Linked DNA regions of Gossypium hirsutum: all the other regions are linked to region 2. A link is a contact called in public Hi-C data. All regions are on one chromosome and are shown on one strand. The core of a region is the stretch at or near the end of the contact, and the rest is flanking DNA. Distances in the headings are between cores, read along the strand shown.

Region 1 (3,470 bases), core at 91-2,590, 210 kb after region 2:
AACCCTTCTGTCCCAGCCGTCTTCATTGGTGGTGAATTCGTTGGTGGAGCTAATGAGGTCATGAGTCTTCATCTTAATCGATCCTTAATTCCAATGCTTAGAAGAGTTGGGGCACTTTGGGTTTAATCCAAAAATTAATCCACTAACTTGCATGCCAAGGCACTAATAAAATTGTGATTATTATATATTATTATATATAATCACATAAATTAGATCCATGAGAGTGTAGATTTCAGGTCTAATTAACAGTAAGCACTACTAATTAACGACTTCTCTTAGTGAGTGGGTATGTTATCTATTTGGTAATGTACTAATTATGTTTTTTTGAGTAATAAAAGTTGCGATTTACATTTACATTAGTCTTTTGTCTTTCTAACAAACGGTAAATAATCCTTTGAAATTTGAGACTTAAAAAAAAGTTTAAATTAATTTAAAATATCAAAATATTCAAAGATCGAGCCTGGCCCAACTCATTTTTCTAACTTTGCAATATATTATATTATGTTCTTTTTATATATTAGGTAATTTATAATATATAAAAAATTAAATCTATAGCTTTATATACTACTTTAATATAAACATTTAAAAAATGTTAAGATGTCTATATATAAAATTTTATAAATAAAAAATAAAAAAATATTAAATACTAAATTAAAAATAATATAAATATATTTTTTAAATTAAAATATAATAAATAAATTTAAAGTTTGGATTAATAATTTATTATATAAGTAGACTTGAAAAAATCTCAAGTTCACAACTATAAAATATATCAACATCAAGAGCATTAATATTTGTAGCGAAAACTTGTGAAAATAATACTTGGAAGTATATAAATGGGCATTTCGAAAAAGATAAATGGATTTGGGTTGCAAAATTTCTGGAGTAAATGGGCCAGGATTGATAATGTATAGAGAGAAAAAGGTACAGTGTGATGAAAAGTTGTAGCAGGCAGAGGCAGTGATGGCAGCCGCACGCAATTCCCGAGAGAGATGGATCCTTTTTAATGGAGCCCACTGCCGCTCGCCATTAAATGCCTCGAGGCTCGACCATCCAAAGCTTTACACTAAACAACAAAACTACACGTATTTTTTTAACATGGTCTCTTTATTTTTGCCATCTTTTTTGACACAGAAACTTATTCAAATTTCCCATGTTATTTCTCACTCGTCCTCAGTCACCCTCATGGAAATAGTAAAAACTGGAAAAGAAAGTGGGTAGTTGGAATGAAAGTAACTTCTTTGTTTCCATTTTAATTGTAATTTAAGTTTTTAGTACATAGTTTTAATTTTCATGGTATTAAGCTAAGTAGCTAGCTACCACTATTATCTATAGGTTGTTAGAGGGACCTTCCAAAGCAAATCTTGGCAAAGGATCTCATAAATCAAACAAAACACAACAGGACAAGACGACCCGGTACTTTGTCTCTCTCTCTCTATCATCACTATTTGCAGAAGTACAGTTCACTTCTTCAATGAAACCCCATTTGCATAATTGCACCTTCTTAGTGGTCTTTCACACTCTCAAGCTAATGCTTCAACTACTTTCTTCCTCATCTACCTTCATTTCCTCAATGGCCCATTAATTTTATTTCATTTTCCTTTTTTTTTATTCTCAAACAGCTCAAGTCCAAGTTTAAAGGTCAAACCTTTTTGTCTCAGGTTTAACATATGACCCGATTGTACTTTGTTTTTTTTAGAAAAATAAAAATAAAAAACAGAACTTTGATAAATGAAGTGTTAGGCTTTTTTGTTGTTTTAGTCTTGATGATAATGTAGCTTCATTTTTTGTGGAAATTTTAGGGCTTTATTTCCTGGTTTTTGATTGAAAGAGTTTTGCTTTGCTTTGGTGAAAATGTTTAGCTTTTCTCGTAGACGCATGAAGCTTGGCAGGTCAGTTTCTTCTTCCCATATATATCATTTTCTATTTTTTATTTAAATTTATGTTCTTTTTACCTTTTTGTCAATGAAGAAACTTGGTGGATAAAGTATGCAAACTTGATTAAATATTTCCCCAAATCCCACATCTTTTGTTTTCATGAAGAAGACCTTTTGTTGCTGAACATTGTTCACTTATTTTTAGTATATTTTTTGTTTTGATTTAGAGTGAAGAAAGTACAGCTTTCAGAGTCCGCCAATGGAATTAAAAGTCCTATGAGACCGCCCAAACAAAGCAACAATCCAAATGTGAGGCTTTTGACATGTTTGAATTTCGGTTTTGTAACAGTAGGCATGTGTATAATATATTACTCGGTCTCGGTGTGTTGGATATGGCTATCATACGTTATCGTATGGTTAGATTTTTCTATGTTTTTTCATATATTTGGAGTTCATCTCCCCATGCCTCCAATATGAGTACTTAAAGAAAATGAAGAGTCCAAGGAACATAGCGTGTATAAGTTGCTAAAGCCTTCTAATGTGTTTCAGGTTGAGTCTGCTATGCTTGCTGTTAATCATTCTGATGAACTTGAATCCCACTGTCCTCCTGCCCCTGTGATTAATTCATCAGGGAACTCCGAGAATTGGATGGTATTGTCAGTTGCTGGAGAAACGCCTGAGCCACGCTTTAATGTAATATATATATATGTCTATCGATGTTTTCCAATTGTCTGATTGCTTCATATCTTAGGGTTAATGACTTAATTCAAATTTTGTATATCGGTTATGACGGAAATGCTGAAATATTTCCGTGTTCCTTGAGTAGCATGCTGCCACTGTTGTCGGGAACAAGATGATAGTGGTTGGTGGTGAATCTGCAAACGGATTGTTAGATGATGTGCAGGTTCTTAATTTCGACACTTTTTCTTGGACCATGGCATCATCGAAGCTTTACTTGTCGCCAAGCAATCTTCCACTTAAGATTCCTTCATGCAAGGGCCATAGTCTGGTACAATCATATGCTATGCATTAAGCTTTTCCATTATGTTGCATTCTCGTTGCTTTGCATACTATATAAACTAGCCAAACTGTTGTTCATTTATGCTTGTTAGCTATGATATTAAGTGACGCTGTGTATTGCCACCTCCGTGTCTACTATTTAGACTTGATTTCAATCTTATTCTTGTAATTTAATGATTTGGTTAAGTTGTTTGTGCTACTTTATAGTATCATAGTGCTGGTTCATGTTATTTCTGATGAGTGGGATGCAATGTATTAGGAGTATGATATTCTTGAGCTTTTTTGTTTTATCCTTACCCAGGTTTCATGGGGGAAAAAGGCCCTCCTGGTTGGAGGCCGAACTGACCCTGCAAATGACAAAGTTTCAGGTTTTGAGTTACAGTCTTTTATGGTCTTGTATTGTCTTTCTGTTTCCATACATGATGTTGTACGTTTTTGGTTCTCAAATCTTTTTTTTTTTTTTTTGCAGTGTGGTCATTTGATACAGAAACAGAATGCTGGTCAGTTATGGAAGCAAAAGGAGAAATACCGGTACTCTTTTCCAACTTATAAAGGCCAAAATACATGTAAATA
Region 2 (3,092 bases), core at 67-2,566:
TCATAGATGATTGGAACCCAAATTTATAGATCTTCCCAACAAGATTTCATAAAGGCACCGTTTTGGGCTCAAAGGCTATGGCCAATGGCATCTAGCCATGTACCGTGTCAAACATCTTTCATCATGGTCACTTCTCCCTAAACATAGTCAAATTTATGATGAAACTTCTAGAATGGATGCAATAACTCTTCGCTTTCCACCGGTAAGGGGAAGCATTTTTCATCTTCTTTAAATAGTTACATGGATGAATGTCTCACGAAAGGCCATTGTATAACCTCTTGTTCGATTGAAGGACTATTGTTATACCCCTTTGCTACATAGACACGTGTCAGCATGGCAAAAAACGTTGACTTTCTTTTTGACTCCATTTGAGATAGTATCTTAGTTGGCCACCCATCTAAACTTGGGGAGTTGTAACACCTTTTCATCATCAAAACCACCTGCTTTTAGGTGTGAGCACACTCTCAATTCAATAAGGAGCTTGTTTAGGCATAACTTCTTTGTATTAATCAAGTACATAATAGGATGGGCCCCACGGTGCATACCCTTCACGCCCATAAATATCCTTTAAGCATTTTGTGGGACTGAGTATTTATCTTGCCATGTCACATTTGTGGACATGAGTACCTTACCTATAAATACCCTTACAACGATGAAGAAAGAATTGACCTTTTGAAACCCTTAAGTTACTTTAAGCAAATCTCTCCTTTTTCACCTTAGTTAATCTATCCTCTTTTTTTCTTTCTGACTCTTCTCCTTTCTAGGTGAACCGACCTTCACTGATCCACCACTATGTCCTCCTTTATTGGGCCTTGTATCAACATACTATGTTCTCCTTTAAAGAAACAATAGTGTTTTTGTAATCTTCAACCATGGTGTTCATGTAAAAATGTTCATGAATTGAAATGAATTGCAACTTAGAATTTTAAATATTATTAAAAACTATTAAAAGAAAACTATTATTAAAATTTAAATTCAAATAAGTCGATTGAACTTTTAAAACTCAATCCAAATTAAATTGAATTTTTAAAAAATCGATTTTGAACAAAGTTTAACATGGCAACTCAAATCGGTGAATTGAAGGGTTGGAACTTTGCCAGCTCCGAGAACGAGGACGCTAAGGCCTGAGGTAGGCAGCCAGCGGGTTAAGTAGGCGGGAAACCGTGGTTTCTCTAATTGGCGGGAAATTCCTCAATTGACACTCAATCCACTTCAAAGCATTCAATCTCCCCATCTCCAAATCCAACGGCCACAATTTTACCAACTTTATTTCACTCTCAATTTTATTTTGCGCCCCATAACTTCCCTTACAAATAAATACTCGGCCTTTTCCTTACTCTTTCTCTTTCCTTTCACTGAACGAAAAATAGAAGACAAAGAGAAAGAAGAAACCCTCGATCTGTCAAAGTGATGGCGAAATCGTCGAAGCCGGCGTCGTCTGATGAACCCCTATCCAATGGCTCCGATTCTTCTGAAGATGAGCGAATCAACGACCGGATGGAGGAAGACGACGACGACGACGAAGAGCTCGAAGCCGTTGCACGCTCCGACGCCGCTTCCGACGAAGACGATGAACCCGTCCCTGAAGAAATCGCCGATGAGGTCTTTTACTATTTGCCCCCTCTTATCAACTTCTTTATCTTGCTTTCAAAAATTTTTCCTTTTGGTTGTTGTTTATAGTTAGGGTTTGCTAATGATTGAAAAACTTTACTTTTAAGCTTTTAGTTTTTACACTCTAGAATGAATTATGCTCCTAGGGAAGCTTAATTTCAACTTTAATGTTCCTATCTAAATTAAATGATTTTTTTTTTGTAGGACGAGTCTAACGGTGATGATCCAGAAGTTAGTAAGCGTGAAAAGGAAAGGTTAAAAGAAATGCAGAAGCTAAAGAAGCAGAAGGTTCAGGAAATATTGGACGCTCAGAATGCTGCCATTGATGCCGATATGGTGTGTATTCTATAGAAAAGTTCACATTCAGTTATTTTAAGTATAATTGATGGTTCTTTAATGCTTGATTTGTGGCAGAATAATAGGGGGAAGGGGCGTTTGAAGTATCTTTTGCAGCAAACAGAGTTGTTTGCTCATTTTGCTAAAGGTGACCAATCTTCATCACAAAAAAAGGTGAAAGGAAGGTACACTCTATATACTGCAAAATATGTTGAAATCCGCAATTTATCTTTTTTTGTGTTGTTTTTATGATATTGCTGGTTGTAAACAATGCATTTTTTTTTATCATTTGGCTACTATGATTTTCATTGTTTTTTTTTTTTTTGGGAACTACTTTATATTAAAATTGTTTTGACTTAGACATTCTCTAGTAATGGTTTCCTCCAATTGTTTAATATAGGGGCCGTCATGCTTCAAAAGTAACTGAAGAGGAAGAAGATGAAGAGTGTTTGAAGGAGGAAGAAGATGGTTTGTCTGGAAATACACGGTTGGTGACTCAGCCTTCTTGTAAGTTCTTTCTCTCTTGCTCACCTAGACCTATCAGTTGGAGAAATCAGTTCAACGTTTTTCATTTCTCCATCTCTGTATCTCTAGGTATTCAGGGAAAGATGAGGGACTACCAACTTGCTGGTTTAAATTGGCTTATACGACTGTATGAGAATGGTATCAATGGAATTCTAGCAGATGAAATGGTATGTGGTGTAGCTGTGACTTTAGAGATTGTTTACTGTTTAAGTTCTTTGTCAAGTCTCAATTCTACGGTCAGAACAAGCAGAGATGTCACTGGCTGATGTTTGTTCACTAAATGTTTGAATGCAGGGATTGGGAAAAACTTTGCAAACCATCTCCTTAATGGGCTATCTGCATGAATACCGCGGGATTACTGGCCCTCATATGGTTGTTGCTCCAAAATCAACTCTTGGTAACTGGATGAATGAAATTCGTCGGTTTTGCCCAGTCTTGCGAGCTGTAAAGTTTCTTGGGAATCCTGAGGAACGAGTAAGTTGCTTGATGCATGCTTTTCTGTTTACTCTATACATGATTATTGATGCCTTTTAATTTCTACAGAGATGCATCCGTGAGGAGTTACTGGTTGCTGGGAAGTTTGATGTCTGTGTCACAAGTTTTGAAATGGCCATCAAGGA
Region 3 (3,456 bases), core at 439-2,938, 160 kb before region 2:
TTGAGATTTTTGGGTTTTGATGCTTGGCTGTTAAACTATGATTCAAGCAATCTACCGACAGATAACATGATTGTTAGCTCAATTTGTTTTTATATATTTGAGGTTGTGTGGATTTGATCCTTATCCATTAGAATTATGAGTCGAGTATACCATGAACCTGCTAAATGATTTCTATCTCAACTTACTTTTTGATATTTTAGATAATCAGGGTTCGATCATTGGTCATTAGAAGTATGGGTCTAGTTCTCCGAAAACCACATGATTGCCGGCCATTGAGCTCAACTTGGTTGTTGACTTATTGAAGCTAAATATGTTGTGTGTTCAGACCAGTAGTCAGTAATTGCATCAGCTAAATACAACCATGAAAAATATATAAATATGGTTATGATGTAATGCATTTTAATAACTTGTGAATGTTCACAATCGATTATTTGGTTTGACAGGCTGTATCTTTTGTGTTGATAGCCAGATATTAATTGCCTTTTTATTAGCTGTCAGAAGTGTCTTTCCTCTGTAAAATAGTAATAGTTTTCCGTTCCCTGCAGGTGCGCTCTTATCAGGTAGCGTTGAAAGTATTTAAAACGGAAGACGCCTTTTCTTTACTTAGTTGAAGCAGATAAATTCTCCATATTGTCCACACGTCATTGTGTTATCTGGTGCAGAATAATGAACTTGGTCAGACTTCTGAAAGCAGTTTGTGCCCGCCCCTCCATTCGTGAAATAATGGGGCCTTTGCAGGTCCAGGCATTTCAGCATGATTTCGTTCCTAGAGATCCCAATGCTAAGTCTAAAAGGTTCAAATACCCTCAAGTTTATGATCCATATGGCCCAAGGCCTCCACCGTCTGATAAGGTTGTTGAACTGGTAGAGCGAATAGCATTATATTCTGTAGTTTAGGACTTGGTGTTGTCTTTATTGGTTCGATAGACAAGCATAAAGGCTGTAATTATTCTAACATGCGGAAAGTTTGTGATGGAGTAGAGGAAAGCATTCACTATTGTAGTTTTCCTCAATAAGAAGGAAAGGTATTCTTCATCTTTGTTGTAAGGAAAGCATCCACTATTGTAGTTTTCCTCAATAAGAAGGAAAGGTATTCTTCATCTTTGTTGTAATTATTCATCAGTGACTTATTGATCAATGCTATTTGTTCCAAAAGTTTTCTGGTTGGAATTATGTGGACATTTTATTATCTTAATTATAACTTGCTCAAAGCCTGCAGGTTTATCTTCTATCAAGAGACTATTATTGTTTGAAGTTGGAGTTTGAACATGGAAATGGGCAGGTTTGTTTTGGTTATGAAGAAATGGCTGCATAATTGGAGATGGACTTTCAAAATCTGGTTCTAATTGATCTGAAGCATACATTTCATGTCTTCTTTTTGCAATGGCATTCTAAGGATGCCTTTTTTTTCTTATTCCTAGAATGCTTATAAGTTATGACTCTTTTCGTGTACCAGAATACAGTGAGAAATATGTCAAGCCTGAAGATATTGTAGGAGCAGAAGAAGTGAAGTCAAGTGACGAAAAACTGAGTGAAGATGAATATGCTGCCTCGGAGGATGAGGAAATCACCGGAAAAATAGATCTTTAGGCACATATTACGCCCTGCATACTCGCTATGAAAATTATCTTGTATTGTACATGATGTTCAGCTCCAAGAAAATTCGAACACAACAGAACCGGGGAATATGTGGAAAAATTCCTACTTACCCCTTTTTGTCATTACTTTCCATGGATGTTTGTGTAGATTAATCCATTGTTGTTCAATAATTCAAATATTTATCTACTGCTGAGACTTTAAAAAGCAATTCTCTCATATGCTCCTACTCCTTATGTGCCTGCATCAATTGTACTACCGTTTATTATGCTTTGTTAGTGTTCATTTATACATTAGTTGATCTAACTTTGGTGATGACAGCCAATGGAATTTATATCTCCCATGTGTCCAACATTTTATGGTGGAATCCATTTTGCATGGCTTTTGATTTGGTCTACAAACTTTTGGTTGGCTAGGGTAGTCTCATAGAGAAGTTAAAACATGAGTTTGTTTGATGTATAAATGTTTGATATTTTTCATATATATAAAAATGAGAATAATTATTGTTGTTGGATCAATATTTGTAATTTTGACAACTACGATCCCATGACATTATGTTATGATTTTTATTATTTTATATTTTAATAAAAAATATATTAAGAATGTTATTAAATTATATATTTTTATTTTTATTTAATTATATTTAGTAATAATTATATTAAAACATGATTAAATTATTTATTATTTTAATAATAATCTTAGTAAAATTTAATAACAATAATTATGTACTTAAAAAAATCTATTAAGGGTACTCTCGTCATTTTAGCTTTTTTTTCTATACTATTACAACATCATTCCATTCAACCAAATACAAGAATACCATTACAGTTTTATTCCATTCTATTCAACCAAACAATTGAATGACTGATTACAGCTCTATTCCATCACAGCGAACCAAACGTGCCACATTTAGATAAAATTAATAAAAATGATTTTTAAAAAATATATAAAAAAAGCATAAATAAAAAACGAAAACATATTTATTAAATGTGAAGAGCCAATGCTGTTTGAGTTAAGCTTCAACCAAAGTGAATTTTCTTATTGGCAGGTTTTTAAATCAATAATGGTGAATGAAATGGAGTCTCATCAGTTTCTAGTTGAAGCTTTAGCTTCTCTTTCCTTCTTTCTTGATTGTTTTGCTTTTAAGGTCGACTTGATTTCCAATTCTTTATATAAAAAATGTTTTAGAATTTTCTTTTTTTTTTAAAAACAGAGATTTTTCTTTTGGTTAAACTATACTCCAAATTTCTATATTTTTCGTAGATTTAAATTTTTATTTTTTTATTTTTATTTTAAGAACTTTATATTTTTATCTTTTGGTTTTCAAAATTTATTTTCAATTATTAATTTTTTTCCATTAAATTTGTTAATGTAATATTTTAAAGTTAAAAGAAACTTATATGCTAACCGTGTGACAAAAAGAATGATGTTCTTAAGAATTGAACTTATATTTTCAAATATGAAAAGTGCATGAATTCCTTAAAATAAAAGTAATAGGTTAAATTTTAAATATACAAAAAGTGCTGAAATTTGGAGTATAATTTAACCTTCTTTGTAAAACTTGGACATAATGGAAGAAGTGTTTTTTAATTTTTTTTTAAAATATTAACATAAAGATTTTAGTTAATAATATTATTCAGTATTAAAAATAATATTGTACTACTATTACATATAAAATAATATTATACAGTATTAAAATTTAACAATATTAGTTTTTAAAATATCATACAAATTATAAAATATCATTTATATTAATTTTGTTATTAAAATATTAAAAACAAAACATCGACATGCATGTGTCACGGGCCGCAAATCAAAATCCGTGCCAAATGCGCAAAGAGCATCCCATGGAGGTCAATT
Region 4 (3,056 bases), core at 91-2,590, 230 kb before region 2:
TCAAAATCTATAGAGAAACCATTATCTAAAAGCAGCCACACTGGTTTAGCTTTCAGCCGCGCTTGTGACCATCTAAGAACACTAATTCCACAATGTAAACAAAACAAGCATACAAGAAAAAAATGCATGAAAAATACATAAAACATGAAAAGTTACCGGCACTTTAAGGATGTTAAGGCAGTAATGAAGTCCAACCAGGTTAAGCAAAACATTCAGCTTTGGTTTGAGCAGCAACATTTGAACATCTTTAAACCCGAACCCCATCAATTTCAGGCATTCAATCGCTTTCAGATAGTCATTGACCTGGATTGATTCGGATTGCAAACATTTTTCTACAAATTTAACAACCGAATCAGCTTGATCCTTCATCTCCTTGTGCTGCTTTATGTAAAATCCCCTCCAACCCTACCATCATTTTTAATTTTTTTTCTCAACAATTTTCATATCAATACAAACAATTGAATTTGCCTAACATATTTAATTACATGTATTTACTTCAACACTAATAGTTTCAACTTGAATGATAAACTGGAAAAGAACTCGAAACACCCATTGCAATTAAGCCAAAACCAACAATTCCAAAGCTAAATTACCATAAATAAAACTTAAAAAAGAAAAAACCTTGAAGTCGGGGTCTTTCAAGACATCTTCATATAAAAGAGGCCATCTTTGTTTAAATAAGGGTTCCCATAAACAATCGGAGCCCCATAAATCCCTCCAGACCCGAGAACAACAACTCAAGCAGGAAAGATCAGTCACCTAAAAACCAGACGACCCGGAAACCATGTTTAGATTCCACCGATACCCAGAAAGAAGAAAAGAAAGGATGGAAATGAAGAGGAAGCAAATTACCTCAAGGGAAGAAGCAATTTTGAGAGCTACATCGTTTGGGATTGAACTGTATGTATAATCAGATTCATTCATGGTTTTGTTTTTTTTTTATCGGCTAAAACTGAAAGATAAAAATTAATGATTGATAATATAATTTTATTTTTCGTATGGGAATTTGTGTTCTTCTTCAAGTGAATATTGAAGTTAAGAATCAGACAGTCTTACCTATTATTGATTCTTGTAATCAACAATATGAATGAAACAGCGTCGTTTCAGCTTTCAACTACAAGATTTGTCCCTGGGCTAATGGTCTTTTTGGGCCTAATATTTATAACACTACATATGCATATATAAAAAGGCCTTTTCAGTTCTTGGCCACAGACAGCCCATTGGACCCAGGGACTAAGAAAGAAAGTTTGAAAAGTTCAGGGGATGAAATTAATATTTATCACTATCTATGGAGAAAATGAGCAATTCTATATAATTCTTTTTCAGCTGGGGCTATCACCAATGTTATCCACCACCAATCTTCATTAGATTTTTCTTTTGGCTGGAGGAACTTTACTGACCATGAAAACCCCCAATCTCGTTCATCATTCACCTCAAATGTTCCCACATTTTCTTTCCCTTTCTCTCTTTAATTTCGAGTGACAAAGACCAGTTTCCCCAGATTTCTCTTCTTAGGTGAAAAAAAATGTCACTTTGTTTATCTTTCAATGCCTTCACTGTTCACTCACCAAAGTCCCAAACTCACAAAACACGTTTCAGTTCTCAGTTCATCAATCAAATCCAGGTAAAACCAGCTCCTTTTACTTCAAAATCAATACCCTTTAATGTAGAAAGGTTTAAACTTGTTAAAGCTTTAGCAACAAAGCCTGTTCAAACAGCTGTATCAGCTTCATTTAGAAACAAGAACCCAAAAGACATCAATGTTTTGGTGGTGGGTTCTACCGGTTATATTGGGAAATTTGTGGTGAAAGAGTTGATCAATAGAGGGTTTAATGTTATAGCCATTGCTAGGGAAAGAAGTGGGATTAGAGGCAAAAACAGCAAGGAAGATACTTTGAGTGATTTAAATGGAGCTAATGTATGTTTCTCTGATGTCACCAATTTAGACATTTTTGAGAAATCTGTGAAAAATTTAGGGTTTCCCATTGATGTTGTTGTCTCTTGTCTTGCTAGCCGTACTGGTGGTGTTAAGGATTCATGGAAAATTGATTATGAAGCTACAAAGAACAGCCTTGTTGCTGGTAAGAACTTCGGGGCTTCACATTTTGTGTTGCTATCTGCCATTTGTGTCCAAAAACCCCTCCTCGAATTCCAGCGAGCTAAGCTGAAATTTGAGGCCGAATTGATGAAAGAAGCCGAAGGAGATGACGGGTTTACTTACAGTATTGTTAGGCCAACTGCATTCTTTAAGAGTTTAGGGGGTCAAGTTGACTTAGTGAAAGATGGAAAGCCTTATGTGATGTTTGGTGATGGCAAATTATGTGCTTGTAAGCCAATTAGTGAACAAGATTTGGCTTCCTTCATTGCAGATTGTGTTTTGAAAGAGGATAAGATTAATCAGATTTTGCCGATAGGCGGTCCTGGGAAGGCATGGACACCATTGGAGCAAGGGGAGATGTTGTTTAAGCTTGTAGGGAAGGAACCAAAGTTCTTGAAAGTGCCTATTGGGATCATGGACTTTGCCATTGGGATTCTCGACTTCCTTGTTAAGATCTTCCCTTCAATGGAAGATGCCGCTGAGTTTGGTAAAATCGGAAGATATTACGCTGCCGAAAGTATGTTGATTTTGGATCCCGAAACAGGAGAATACAGTGCCGAGAAAACACCGAGCTATGGAACCGATACGTTGGAAGAGTTCTTCGCGAGAGTGCTGAGGGAAGGGATGGCTGGTCAGGAATTAGGTGAACAATCCATCTTTTGAAAGCTGATTGCTTCATTGAGTGAACCAGTTTTGTATTAGAACATGATTTGAGGTATAAGCAGCTTTCCCTAACCTTAAAAAAGATCTAAAACTAGTGAATCCCACATTGTATTTGTAAAGATTTTACCTTGGAAACTGCCATTGTTATGGAATATAAAGAATTGTTTCTATTGTCTGAATTGTGTGCAACATTTACTTCTATCTGTACCATCATAAAAACTTCAAGACTTTTGTATATTTTCTAAATGGAAGATGATATTCGAAGGAAATCAAGAAGGAAGAACACTCCAAGAAG

The links. A called contact is a pair of places that touch in the nucleus more often than the background predicts.
Region 1: a contact with region 2 is called in a Hi-C map of leaf, with 2.7 times the contacts expected there. The contact joins the promoter of LOC107916034 here to the promoter of LOC107913656 in region 2. A contact is called at or near these places in 17 of 34 Hi-C or Micro-C datasets (anther, callus, hypocotyl and 3 more).
Region 3: a Hi-C map of leaf shows a contact between it and region 2, with 2.9 times the contacts expected there. The contact joins the enhancer-like site here to the promoter of LOC107913656 in region 2. A contact is called at or near these places in 16 of 34 Hi-C or Micro-C datasets (anther, callus, fibers and 4 more).
Region 4: a contact with region 2 is called in a Hi-C map of leaf, with 2.8 times the contacts expected there. The contact joins the promoter of LOC107913651 here to the promoter of LOC107913656 in region 2. A contact is called at or near these places in 4 of 34 Hi-C or Micro-C datasets (anther, hypocotyl and leaf).

What each region holds. Positions count from the first base shown.
Region 1 is chrD10:48,905,891-48,909,360 of Gossypium_hirsutum_v2.1, forward strand. LOC107916034 (acyl-CoA-binding domain-containing protein 6) reads left to right here and starts at 1,341. Exons shown (of 16, transcript XM_041102437.1): 1 at 1,341-1,416; 2 at 1,803-1,892; 3 at 2,105-2,186; 4 at 2,427-2,570; 5 at 2,704-2,886; 6 at 3,199-3,265; 7 at 3,367-3,428. The coding sequence starts at 1,855. It overlaps LOC107915907 (monothiol glutaredoxin-S2), which reads left to right. Exons shown (of 1, transcript XM_016845095.2): 1 at 1-354. The coding sequence ends at 126.
Region 2 is chrD10:48,699,620-48,702,711 of Gossypium_hirsutum_v2.1, forward strand. It overlaps LOC107913656 (ISWI chromatin-remodeling complex ATPase CHR11), which reads left to right and starts at 1,317. Exons shown (of 25, transcript XM_041102433.1): 1 at 1,317-1,602; 2 at 1,816-1,947; 3 at 2,026-2,132; 4 at 2,348-2,454; 5 at 2,542-2,639; 6 at 2,767-2,946; 7 at 3,016-3,092. The coding sequence starts at 1,411.
Region 3 is chrD10:48,534,488-48,537,943 of Gossypium_hirsutum_v2.1, forward strand. It overlaps LOC107913653 (a long non-coding RNA gene), which reads left to right. Exons shown (of 3, transcript XR_001688596.2): 2 at 546-1,282; 3 at 1,457-1,815. Among protein-coding and RNA genes, the nearest start is that of LOC107913653, 3.7 kb to the left of the region's middle. Within about 2 kb of position 1,689, at least 1 of the 9 cell types and tissues checked has an H3K27ac peak or open chromatin away from gene starts, as enhancers often do.
Region 4 is chrD10:48,465,986-48,469,041 of Gossypium_hirsutum_v2.1, forward strand. It overlaps LOC107913651 (divinyl chlorophyllide a 8-vinyl-reductase, chloroplastic), which reads left to right and starts at 1,341. Exons shown (of 1, transcript XM_016842302.2): 1 at 1,341-2,940. The coding sequence starts at 1,526. The coding sequence ends at 2,761. LOC107913648 reads right to left here and starts at 1,080. Exons shown (of 4, transcript XM_016842298.2): 1 at 853-1,080; 2 at 622-759; 3 at 157-405. The coding sequence starts at 924.